Linked DNA regions of Rattus norvegicus: region 2 is linked to region 1. The links are chromatin contacts, called in public Hi-C maps. All regions are on one chromosome and are shown on one strand. The core of a region is the stretch at or near the end of the contact, and the rest is flanking DNA. Distances in the headings are between cores, read along the strand shown. Region 1 overlaps Sgms1 (sphingomyelin synthase 1). Region 2 overlaps Sgms1 (sphingomyelin synthase 1).

Region 1 (6,121 bases), core at 1,277-3,776:
CAAACATGGACCAGGAAGTGCTTGGCATGACGGTGTTTGCCTATATACACCACTTGGGAAGCTGAGGCAGAAAGATTAGCACCTGAACTACGCTGAGAGATTCAGACAGGCCGGAGCTTCAGAATGAGATCATTTAGTCTAAACGATGCACTGCAGGATGAGGGGGTGAGGGGAGACCTTCCATCACCAAAGCAGAGTGTGTCAGAACCTTCCCGGGAAACTGTAGAGCTACTCCTCTTAGCAGATAATCATATATTAGTCACACGGCTGTAACAAAAGTCTGTGACAAAGGCAGCTTATGGTTCTCGAGAAAGGGCTAGTTTCTACACACCAGTCAAGGCACAGTCTACCATGGTGGCAGGAGCTTGAGGCAGCTGGTCATCTTGCAGCCACGGTCAAGAGGATGATAATCTGCTCCATTTCCCCTTTGTCTTCAACCAAATACCCCTGCCCATGGAATGGCACCCCTCATAGTTATGGAGGTTCTTAGGTCAACACCTGCTCTGACGCCCCTGGAGATTTGTCTCCTAGGTGATTCTAGGTTCTTTAACACTGGCATCAATATGAGGCACCACAGGCTGTGTGAGACCCATTGCCTTATTCAGCCTATATTCTAGTTGGACTCTGCATTCTAGTCAAGGAAGAACCTCAGGCTACAAAGATATTGAGGAAATAAAAGACAGGAAACAGTAGTAGTATGAAAAGTGATGGTTTAGAGGGGTTCAGCTGATGCAAAGGGTATTTGCACCAAAATATTGAAACAAAGGAGTGAACTGAATAATAAGGAACCTGGGGAGGGTAATCTGAGAGGAGCCTCAAGTGCCAAGACCCTAAGAGACCTGACCCTAACCCAAGATACTGAGAGAAAGCACACCTGGGGCACTTGAGACCTGCTCAGGTGGCCAGTGCGGTTCGTGAGGTGAGCAGATGAGCCACTGTGGCTGGAAGGGAGCTTGAGAGAGGTGGGGATGTAGGTGGCAGGGACCCGAGCTGGGACACTGAGTGTGACAGAGTCTCAAGCCTTTCTGTTAATGGCTACAATCGACAGGATCTGAACACAGACGCAATAAGTGGTTAAGGCGGAAGTGGGAGCATCCCGTAGTAGGAGTGTTATGGGAGATCGATTATGTGTCAAGGAAAAACTGATGGATGGGCTCCTATAGACTGGAGGGGGCATGAGATGATGGGCATATGCACATTTTGTCAGAGAAGAAGATGGGTGGGATCTCCTGTTACTAAGATAAAGGAAACACGCAGAAGGGAGAAGTTTTTAAAGAGCAGGAATTCCATTTTACCATTTTAATGTAGTTGAGTAAAATCTATGACATATTCATCCCTGGGGCTTACAGAATGCCAGCAAGCAGCCCTTTGTACCCAGTAGGTGCTTTGTCAGTGGTGTAATCTTCAGTCCTTAGCTCCCTTGATGCTGGCTCTCTGAAAGGGAAAAGCTCATTCCACTTATAAATAGATATGTGCGAGCTGAGTCTTAGTGCAGTGGATGTGGCACTGGCCTGCCAGAGCTTTGGTAATCTTGCCACCCAGAACTCTCTGAGGACCTGAGACTCTCCTTTCAAGGACATGGTATGATTTCTCTGTTTCTCTGACATGTAAGCCCTGGTTTGTAATAGATACTTTCGGGGATGTCATTCTCGTGTTATGGTAAGAAAATAGTTCCCAGTAAATCTGGAAAAGCTGTTTGCTATCCTAAGGTGCTAAATTCTGCCTTCCTCTACACGCTCTAATACCCTCCCTTCTTTCTCCCATCCTCTCTTTCTTTTCCATTAATGAAGATTAAACTGAGGGCCTTGCAAACACTAGGCAAGTGCTCAGCCACTGACCTAAATCCCTAGCCCTTAAAAATCTGATTAGATAACACCCCAAAGAGGATTTAGACAGGCATTGAAAAGAGTGAGGGCTTCATTTTCTATAAAAGATAAGATGCTTACAGTTAGAAATGTTCAGTTTTTAATTCATTGCTGTTCAGATAATCTATAATTTTGGTATAATGTCAGTTTCTGTGTTTCTTTATGACAAAGAATGAAAACTCTGGGACCCTCCGGGAGCCTTTCCTGTTGGGAAAAGCAGTGGGATGATTAATTCCTTCTGTAAAGTTAAGACATCCAGGGATGTTTTTGCTGAGGAAGGAGCTTACATCTGTCAGTAGAACATCTGCTGGCGTACACAAAGCCATGGTTCTGTCTGCAGTAGTCAAAAAACAAAACCAACCAACCAACCAACAAACAAACAAAAACAAAAACAAAATTGGCTGTGGATCCAAAGCCTGTAATCCCCTCAGCCGAGAAATAGAGGCAGTGGGCAAGAAGTTCAAAGCCATCCCAGGCTACAGAGGAGTCTGATGCCAGCCTGGACTACTTGAGATCCCCTCTCACTTAAAAAAGAAGAGGGGGGAGGGAGTGGTGAGAAGGAAAAAGAAATAAATACATTTTTGAGCCCACAAGATAGTCCAGTGGGTAAAGGCGCTTGCCCACAAGGTGCTTGCCCACCAAGCCAGATGAACCCGGGAACCATGAGGTGGAAGAAGATAAGGTATAAGTTGTGTTTTGACCTCCATACATACCCCTGGCATGCATATGCCTACCCTCAGCCACACAAAATAATAAAGAAATGCAGTGCACTTTTTAACAGAATAAGCAAGCTTTAAGCCGGAGCCCTCGAGCCCTCAGGTTTTTACCTCTCCTGCTGTGGTAGTCTGACTAAGAAGGGCTCCCACTGACTTAGTCACCAGGGAGTGGCACCATTTAAAAGGATTAGGACGTGTGTCCTTGTTGGAGGAAGTGTGTCACTGGGGTGGGCTTTGAGGTTTCAGTAGTCCAGGCCACACCCAGTGTTTCCTCCAGAGCAGGATATAGGTCTCTCTGCCCCAGCACCTGCGTACAAACTAATCATGGTAGTAAGGAATCAAATCTCTGAAAGTGCAAGCCAGCCACCAATGAAATGCACTCTTCCTTAAGAGCTATCTTGGTCATGGTGTCTCTTCACAGCAACCGAGCAGTGATGGAGGCACCTGCTGAAACAGATTTAAAAGCAAGAAGTGGCGTGATTCTGGTCTGCACATAGCTCGGAAGCAGAAACCGGAAACAGGGTGGCAGTTACAGACTCAGCCGTCCATCTAAGACAGAGAGGGCTACTGTGACAGGTAGCCATGCAGGATGCGTTTTTGTTCTAAGAACCAGATTTCAAAGAGAGGAATCACAGTCAGGGCTGGGGGTGATGGGCTCCACACAGGTGCAACGCAGAGGCCAGGGCGAAGTCTGGCGAAGTCTGGCGTTGCCCGAGCCTTGGTGATGGAAGTAGGCATGAGGGATGGCTTCAGCAGTGGAATGCACGGGCCTGGGATTTGGGCAACACCGTCTCTCGTTTACATGGTTCATCTTCGCACCTCAATAACCAGAGCATAACTTCTGCCAGTGTGTAGTTGTTTTTAGCTAGTGAGATTGAACTTGGTGTGTGTGTGTGTGTGTGTGTGTGTGTGTGTGTGTGTGTGTATAGCCCAATATGTGGTAAGTGTGTTATACATGAATACAACTAGAAGATTCCTATACCCTGTTTATTTAGACTCTTTATCAGATTCTGAAAGGCATTTCATATTTGTGATCTATATCATTAAAACCTGTGATTGTATTGCTTATCTTTTTATTTGGAGTATGTCGTCTGTAGCTTTAAAGCTGTGATTTATACAATCGTGCTTTGACTGATAAAGACTTTAAACACGTGTGAACCTGAGAAAACATTTACACTAACTTTGAACTTCTGTCCTTTCCTTGTAACACACCCTAGTGGTGGACACGCAGGGCTTCCTAAAAGGACAGAGCTTATTCGGTCCAGTGGAGAAGAGGCCTACCCATGCTTCTTGAGATTTATCTATTCGAAATTATTTTAGCATACCTTTTGTTAACAAGTTTTACAGCTTATATGTTTATAATTTAATTGTAAACCATTGATTAACGGTCTCATTTTATTGCACTGAGGGAAAGCTTACTAAAGTTTTATGTAAGACAAGGATGAATTTCCAAAGAACCTCTTAGGGCTAATCTCCCAAGTAAATGATGATCTCTGTTATTTAGGCTTTTTATACTTCCTTGGGGTCCTAGAAATGGTCTTGTGAGATTGCAGAATAGTTCAGCTATATAAAAAGAACTATATTGCTAATGTACGTTAAAATACATAAAGGGACTGGAAAGACAGTGTCAATTGATGGCCCAGAAAACAGAGGCTGCCTCTTGCAGTCTCACTACCTTGTTGGACTCTTGTTGGAGGTACACTCCAGTGTCCTTTAGAACCTGGAGGCCGCTGGGGCGCTGGCCAGCTCATTACCGCTATGCTGCCCCCTGGTGGTTGATACCTAAGCTCAAGGGCAGTCTCTTGGCAGCGTGATTCTGTGCTGTGCCGAGGCTTTGCATCCTGAGTAAGGATCTCAGCTGAGCTTCGGGTTTATTTGTCTTTGTTTTTCTAAAAAGAACTGTTATTTAGGAACTGTTTGTTTTTAAATACTGTTAAAAAGAGGCTCAGAGAAATAAGCGTTAGATGGTTTTGATTCCCAGATCTTAGAACGGAGGAGTCACTGACACTAGGAGAGAAGCCGGTGAGTGGTTGCTTATGTTTGGGAGCTGGTACACCTGCTTCCTGGAAGAGACCCAAGGCTGGTGTGGTGTAGGTGTGCAAAGGGAGAGATCTGCCCTTGCTTTCCCTGAAGTCCTCCACCCTTCGTCTGACCACGAAGCCTAGAGGAGGAGAGCCGAGCACAGAGGAAACCTAGTCGCAGTGCTTCCGTGGCCGCCGGTGCCCACAGCATGCCCCGAAGAGCAGTCCATTCAGAAGCCCCCTTAGAATGGACTCTGCTCTGAAAACAGTTTGAGCTTAACTGGCTGTCAAAGAAGCACTCTAAGTGTATTTGGGGAGAGATGCTTGAACTTGATTTCTCCTATCCGGGTCTGTGAGTTGTTGCTAATTTTAAATCCGGTATCAGTCCCCAAGGTCATGTTCTTTAAATGAGGTTCTCTGCCTGCATCCGTGGATCACGTTAAGTGTGGTTTGGTAGACTTTCCTCAGTGAAATGGAAGACTTTAAATTAACCAACTCGGAGGTATTTCTGTTCCTCAGTCCACTAGGGAAACTTACTTTGAACACATAGAATATAAAGGATTTTATATTAATTAGAGAACCATTCTCTGCCTGCCTGCATCACATTTTGACACGGGGTAGTCTTCAGCCATAAGACAGCTGCTTTGACTGTTGGTGGCAAATGTGCGGATTATGGCACCAGATTTCCAAAGTTCATAGATCGTTTACAGCCATACTTCACAGTCAAAACAATATATTTGAAGAAAAAAATTCTTTAAGAAGAGTAATTTATAAACCAAAATGTTTAATCTTAGAGGACATTCTGATATTGTGTGAGAGTGGGGAGGGATGTATTTGAAATCACCTTAGGGAATCCAGAGGGATTCTTACTGTGTGAACGATATATGTGTTAATTACCTGAACCATTATTTCCTGTTTATCTGGCACTAAAGGACGTACACTCACAGTTCTGCTTGTAGATGGCAGTAACAGACTGAGTGGGAATGTTTTGAGTCTGGTACGGAAGGGAGTCAAGGACAGGGCCTGCACGTTATGACTAGAGCGATGTGGAAGAAAACACAGCCAAGCTGAAAACAGGATGGACCATTTGTCTATCTTTTTGCTTCGCTCTCTTTCCCTAATGTGAAATAATAATGAAATATTATATGTTTTCAGCTGCCGTTTTGGGATGCTTGGTGTACCCTTTAGGTTTGGCAAATTGTGTCCCTTCTACTTCCCATTTTGTTGTTGGTGGTGGTTGTTGTTTTATGGGCTTTTTCCCCCTGAGACAAGGTCTAAGTATGTCGCTCCAGCTGTCCTGGAACTCACTATGCAGACCAGGACAGTCTCAAATTCAGAGATCAACCTGCCTCTGCCCACCAGGTACTGAGTGGTTTCTATGACTAGTTCTACACTGAAATCACTACACAGTTTTAAAAGATATCTCCTTTTTTTTTTCCTTTTTGTATTTTCTTGGGCAGTGTTATGTGAGAAAATTTTCCCGCAGGATTTAAAAGCCACAAACACATGCATGTGCACA
Region 2 (6,121 bases), core at 1,116-3,615, 120 kb before region 1:
TTTATGCACACTTACCAGCGTCCATATCAGGACTGGAAGAAGGCCTCGGCTCCCCTGAACCTCAGCCTGGGGATTGGGGGGCTTTGTCACTTTCCATGTGATCGAGGGTTTGGAGTCTGTGACATGGCTGTGGCCATGGCAACAGTAGGCATTTATTCCGGGCTTTCTCCTGATATTGTGGATACACGAAGTACATATTACTTAGTTTAAAATTCTCATTCTGGGGCAAGTCCTTATATTGAAGCTAAAATTCTCATACTTTACAGTGAAAGATTTATTCATTTCTCCATTTTTTAACCTTTGGAAATATAAAAATTCTGTCTATAGCTTATTATAGCAGAGCGGTACTTAAAATGTTAGTGGGGTTTCCTTGTTTCATGTTTTCTGATTTTTCCCTAGATTAAGTTTTCCATGTGAATTGCAGATCTTCAATTTTTACTGTTGTGTTTTTTTCCTTTGATTCATGTATATATTTCTGTGTTTTAGAAATTGCTAAAAAAAAAAAAAAAAAAAGAGGGCTGGAGAGATGGCTGAGTGGTTAGAGCACCGACTGCTCTTCCCGAGGTCCTGAGTTCAAATCCCAGCAACCACATGGTGGCTCACAACCATCTGTAATGGGACCCGATGTCCTCTTCTGGTGTGTCTGAGGACAATGACAGTGTACCCACATATATGAAATAAATAAATCTTTAAAAAAAAAAAAGAAAGAAATTGCTTATCTCTCCCAGCACCAAGCCCGCTTTAGAGAGTGATCACAGAATGTTCCCCAGGGTTGTCATGCAGGCTGGCCCAGAGGAAAAGTGGAAAGAAGGACGTTCCACTAGAGAGGCTATCCCGGTAGCACATCGTCGCCTGTGTTCTGAGAATTAGTGTGGACCTCGTTTACGGGGTTCAGCACTGGTGGAGGATTCTGGTGAGCTGAGTCTTCCTGTCCTTGCAGTGTGTCCTGAGCTCACCATCGATGTTCTGGGACTTTTCCTTGTGTTTGTCATTATCCTGTCAATATTTCGGCTGAGTATATTTCACATTATTGCTAGGGAAGTATCTCGAAGCACTTCCACTTGCTGGCTGTGACATTGGGACGTCACTGTACCTCCTTGCCTGTGTGCTCACTTGGGAAATGAGCTGAGGGTAGCAGCATCCACTTGAAAGAACTCGTGGAGACCAAGTGTTCATCCATGCCTAGCCCAGTACAAGTGAACACCATCGCTCTGCCTTTATTTATTACAAAGGCGGCCAGGTGCTGGGAGCGCAGTAAGCCCACTTCAGAAGTGATCACAAAATATTCCCAGGGCTGCAGTGCTCCAGTAGGTTACCAAGAGGAAAAGCAGAAAGAAGGATGCTCCACTGGAGAGGCTAGAGGTTCTTCACAAAAGGTGGGGCCTGGCGTGATTCCACTGGAGATTCAGAGGGACCTGTGAGTCAGTGCTCTGAGGGTCCTAGAAGACGGGCAGGCTGGCACTGATCCATCACACTAGCTTTTTAAGTTCTGGGCCATTTGAAGCAAAACCAAAGAAAAACCAGGCTTCCCGTGCAGGGAATAGTTTGGCCGCAGTGAGGAGTTCTCACTGGGAGAAAAGCCTGCAGGGTCAGGAGTGTTAAGTGACCACTGCTGTGATATTCTCTCTCTCTCTCTCTCTCTCTCTCTCTCTCTCTCTCTCTCTCTCTCTCTCACACACACACACACACACACACAGAGAGAGAGAGAGAGAGATTGAGTGAGTATGATCCATATGTTCTGAGCAGGTAAAGACAAAGACAAGTTCTCTGTTTTCCTAGTATTGCAAAGTTCTCTTTCCTTATAGCATGTTATGAAAATAGTTTTTCTTCCAATTTTCTTCTAGTTAAGTTTGTATCTGGGATTACAATTTTTTTCTTTCTTTTTTCTTGATCCTTTTTTAATCTTTGTAGATATGTGTGACTAGAAGTAAAAACAAAAATGTGAAGTTACATCAGAAAGTGACTTGTTCCTAAGTATGCACACATAAACAGGAAGTACAAACCATAGCAACCAGCTTTGTTAGTCTTGGCTAGACACCCTCGCTGTGTGACTTGGAGGAAGAGTCATGGAAACACAGCTCGCTGTCGGAGTGCTGAACAGCCGTGCAGTGAGTGTCTGCTTTCTAGAACGAAGAGAAGCATGTCTTTGTCATCTCATCTGGAATCACTTCAGTCCTCGAGAGTGATTTGGATACTGCGGGTTTACAGAATAAAGGAACAGGTGCACAGCTGAGGGGAGAGTGGGCCAGGAAGTGACTTTCTTTGGAATGCTTACCGACCTTGTTAAAATGGGCCGAATAGGTCTGATCCTTCCTCGTTCCCAGCACAGCCTTACCTCATGCCAGAGGCATGGAAACAGTGAGAGGCAGCTAAAGCTGACCTTACATTTTCATACAAAGTGCAGACTCTCCATCCATGAGGCCCCTGGCAGTGGACAACGGGCAGCCAAGACTGTGACTCATTAGAAGACACCTTTAGGAACCTGCTGTCCTGTCCTGGTGTTTGGCCTGTGTCTGTTTTCTGCCAAAACAGACATGACTAGCACAGGGAGAGCCTGGGGGCTCAGCAAGGAGATAACAGATTTGTAGGCTCAGGGCTGCAGAGACTGGAATTTGCTCAGCGAGGTAAGGGAAAAGGAAGCACTGAGAGTGGAACTCTCTAAGATGGTGCACGGCAGGGAGGAATTGCCTCCAGGTAATGAAGGGAAATAGAAAAATGGGGTTGTGTTTCCAAGAATTAGGAATTTTGAGCCTGTTAGCCATGCCATCAACAAATTGGATCGACTGCGTGTCAGGGGATAAGGATAACACCATAGGGGAAGGCCACTTGCTTGCAATAGGGATATAACTGAAGTAGGTTCATCTTAACCCAGTGTAGACCTTGATTAAAAGTTGGTGGGATCTACCAATAAGTTAGGTGCCACAACGGAAACGAGCCCTCTTGAATTATCTACTTTATGACAGAAAGGAGCATGTGGCTCATATTTAAAATGACTGACTGACTGGAAACCAGTCATCCCGATTCCTGCTCTCTGTTATTCCTCCAAAAGACCCGAGGACTCTTTGGAGAAATGACCTCATCCAGAACAGAGACAGGACATATTCAGGATAAGTCCCAAATATTTTTGATGGGAGAAAGTAAAGAAATAAAAGTGAGGAAAAATAAATATGTCAAAAATAGTAGGCAGCTTGAAGGAGCTCTCACTGGCCAAGTCTGAGTGCCACTGTGCAGTACAGGGGCCGTGTAGGGATGGGTCATAAGAAAAGCAGGACTCGATGAGGAAGACGGCTGGTGATGAATGAGTAGCAATGTGCAAAGAATGCTGGAGGCAGATTGCTGCAACTGTCATGACAGAAAGCATGCAACAGGCATGCATCATGGTACCTAGGAAAATTTCTCCTTTCCTTCTCCCTCTCCTCCTCTCTCTCCTCCTCTTCCTCGTTCATTCTCCCTCTCCTCCTCTCTCTCCTCCTCTTCCTCGTTCATTCTCCCTCTCCTCCTCTCCTCCTCCTCCTTTCTCCTCTTCCTCCTCCTCTTCCTCCTCTTCTTCTTCCTCCTCCTCCTCCCCCTCCTCCTCCTCCCTCCCCCTCTTGTCTTTTCCTTCATCTTGTGTAGCTTACTATATATCCCAGGCTGGCTTCAAACTCATGATCCCCCTGCCTCAGTTTTTCAAGTATTGAGATTATTACAGAGGTGGGAAAGGGGAATTTGGAGGTAGGACATGATACTTGGATGGTCTTAAAATGTTTCCCCCTAGATGAAGTATTAGTTGCAAGGAGAAATAGAGTGACTAATTTTTTTTAAAATTTATTCATTTATTATATGTAAGTACACTGTAGCTGTCTTCAGATACACCAGAAGAGGGCATCGGATCTCTTTACAGATGGTTGTGAGCCACCATGTGGTTGCTGGGAATTGAACTCAGGACCTCTGGAAGAGCAGTCAGTGCCCTTAACCTCTGGGCCATCTCTCCAGCCCTGGAACGACTTCTTTTTATTGAATAAAGTGGCTATTACTTTAGGATGAGACTAGACTTGCACTTTCGGATGTGATATTCGGAGAGCATCTCAGGGAACTTTCTGGCTGAGAAAGACACAAGCCATTCTGATTCAACCAGAATCACTAGAGGAAAGGTCAGACAGTCGAAAATGGAAGTGCTCCATTAATTTTAAAAGGGAGGAGCTCCACTCTTCTCAGGGTTGTGAAGACAAAGGGGCGTGTCCTCCAGGTTAAAGAAAAGCAGCGGTGGAATGCTTTTCTATCCCTGGGCTGGATCCTGTCATGGAAGAAATGCTATTAAAAAATCATTAAGGCAACTGAATATGGAATGGATTAAGGCATTGGTGTCCATGGTCCCCAGTTGGTGACTTCATTGTGATTATGTTAGAGCATTCCGACTCTCTGGGAATACTTTCTGAAGTGTTTAAAGAAAAAGCACCAGTGTGTGAGACTGTCACATTAGGCTCAAGACAAAAGTGTTCAGTGTGTGTATGGAAGAAACCAAGCAAATATTCAGGGAAGTGGGCTAAGTGTCAGTCAACAAATTCAGGGAGGGGCTGCAACAGTGTTCTCCAGTCAACAAATTCAGGGAAGGGCTGCAATGGTGTTCTTTGTAGGACTATTTTTGCAACTTTTCTGTCGATTTTTAAATTATTCTCAAGTTAAAAAGATTTAAAACGTTGAACAGTGATGAATATGACTTACAGGGAGAGGAGGGAGGGTGTGTGGAGAAGATAGAGGTTGAATTGCCTCTCGGTTTTCTGATGCAAGGTTTGCTTTTCTAAGTCAACTGTGGCAGTGTCTTGGTCACTCTGCATCTGTTGGGTGAGAACGTTGATCAGCAGATCAAGGCAAGAAGTCAAGAGTCTCAGCATACAGGGGAATTGAACCCAAGGCTTTGGCCTGCTAGGCAAGCACTCCGCCTTCTAAGCTGTATACCAGCCCCTCTCATTTCTTCTTTGATGCCTTTTAGCTGAGTAGATTGGGGGCAGGTTTTCTAACCTTCAGAAACTTGAGCTACTGCTTCATTTCCAAAGAGTATGCTCAAGAATAGAAGTGTTGTCCTCTGAAGGCTGTGAGTCACTGCAAGGAAATGTACAGCAGCGTTCTTGGTAAATCAGAATGACTTCTTCTACAAACATCAGCCTACTACTGAAGAGTCTTGATTAGAGATGAGAAAGGGGCTCAGGCTAAGTTAGAGATGTTTTTGAGTTTCGGTGGTCATTTCTCCTCTTAATGGTGGGAATTTTACCTGATTAAATGAGTTTCTTTCCCCAGTGGGTGCCTTTAATCCTTTGCTTGATTTCTTTCTTATTTCCTGACTTTGTTACTCTAGGGAAAGCTACAGTGGCCGAAGAAGCTGTGATCTTTCAAGCAGGGCGCTGCCACTGGAGCACAGAGGAGGGTATACAGAAGACAGCACGGGTAAGTGAACCCCTGGGTCTCACGCATTCTCAGAGGTCCTTGGATCGGAGGTCCCTGTAACCCCTCCTCCTTTGTTTTGGGATTGAGTGTCCAACTTTGGTGGCGGAGAGGGAATGCCCAGGCCCTTTTGGTATCTCAAGGAAAAATCGGCCATTGCATTTTGTGGAGGGTCAGGAAGAAAATTAGAGGAGGCAAGTAAAGTGGCTAGGCAGAAAGACAAAGGGCACAGACGGGACATAACCTCCTCTTGAGTCATATAAACTGCAGGCGTTTGAAAGATTCCAGGAAGGCTGAGGGACATCATCCAGGGCCAGACTGCTTTAATCCAGGTTTGCTGTCAATTGGAGTCTTTATCTTAGGGGATTACAGTGAGCAAATGTGCTTCCTTCTTTGAGGTTGGGCAGCGAATGGCATTGCTGCCCCAGTGCCCGCGAGGTGGAATAGAGACCTCCACCAAGTGCATTGGTCAATGTCATAAAGATAACTCAAAGGACCAAAATATGTCAATGTCACATTAAAAAATGGGGAGCAGAGCAGTTTCTCTGTGGATGAGCTCGACCGAGAGCACCCCAAGTTTCAATTCTCCACCGTCGTCCTCACACCTCTCTCTCCTGTGTGTAGTTTGTAGTTTCTGGCCTGCCTGCAGTCTGCCTGTTATGGGTGTCTGTGCCTGTTGCCTGTGGGCTGTGCCTCCTGT

What was found. A called contact is a pair of places that touch in the nucleus more often than the background predicts.
Region 2: a Hi-C map of mammary epithelial cells shows a contact between it and region 1, with 2.0 times the contacts expected there. The contact joins two enhancer-like sites.

Annotation. Positions count from the first base shown.
Region 1 is chr1:239,454,991-239,461,111 of GRCr8, reverse strand. All of the region lies in intron 5 of Sgms1 (sphingomyelin synthase 1), which reads left to right. Among named protein-coding and RNA genes, the nearest start is that of Asah2, 110 kb to the right of the region's middle. Within about 2 kb of position 2,526, at least 13 of the 93 cell types and tissues checked have an H3K27ac peak or open chromatin away from gene starts, as enhancers often do.
Region 2 is chr1:239,575,760-239,581,880 of GRCr8, reverse strand. It overlaps Sgms1 (sphingomyelin synthase 1), which reads left to right. Exons shown (of 10, transcript NM_181386.3): 3 at 5,336-5,424. Among named protein-coding and RNA genes, the nearest start is that of Sgms1, 94 kb to the left of the region's middle. Within about 2 kb of position 2,365, at least 63 of the 93 cell types and tissues checked have an H3K27ac peak or open chromatin away from gene starts, as enhancers often do.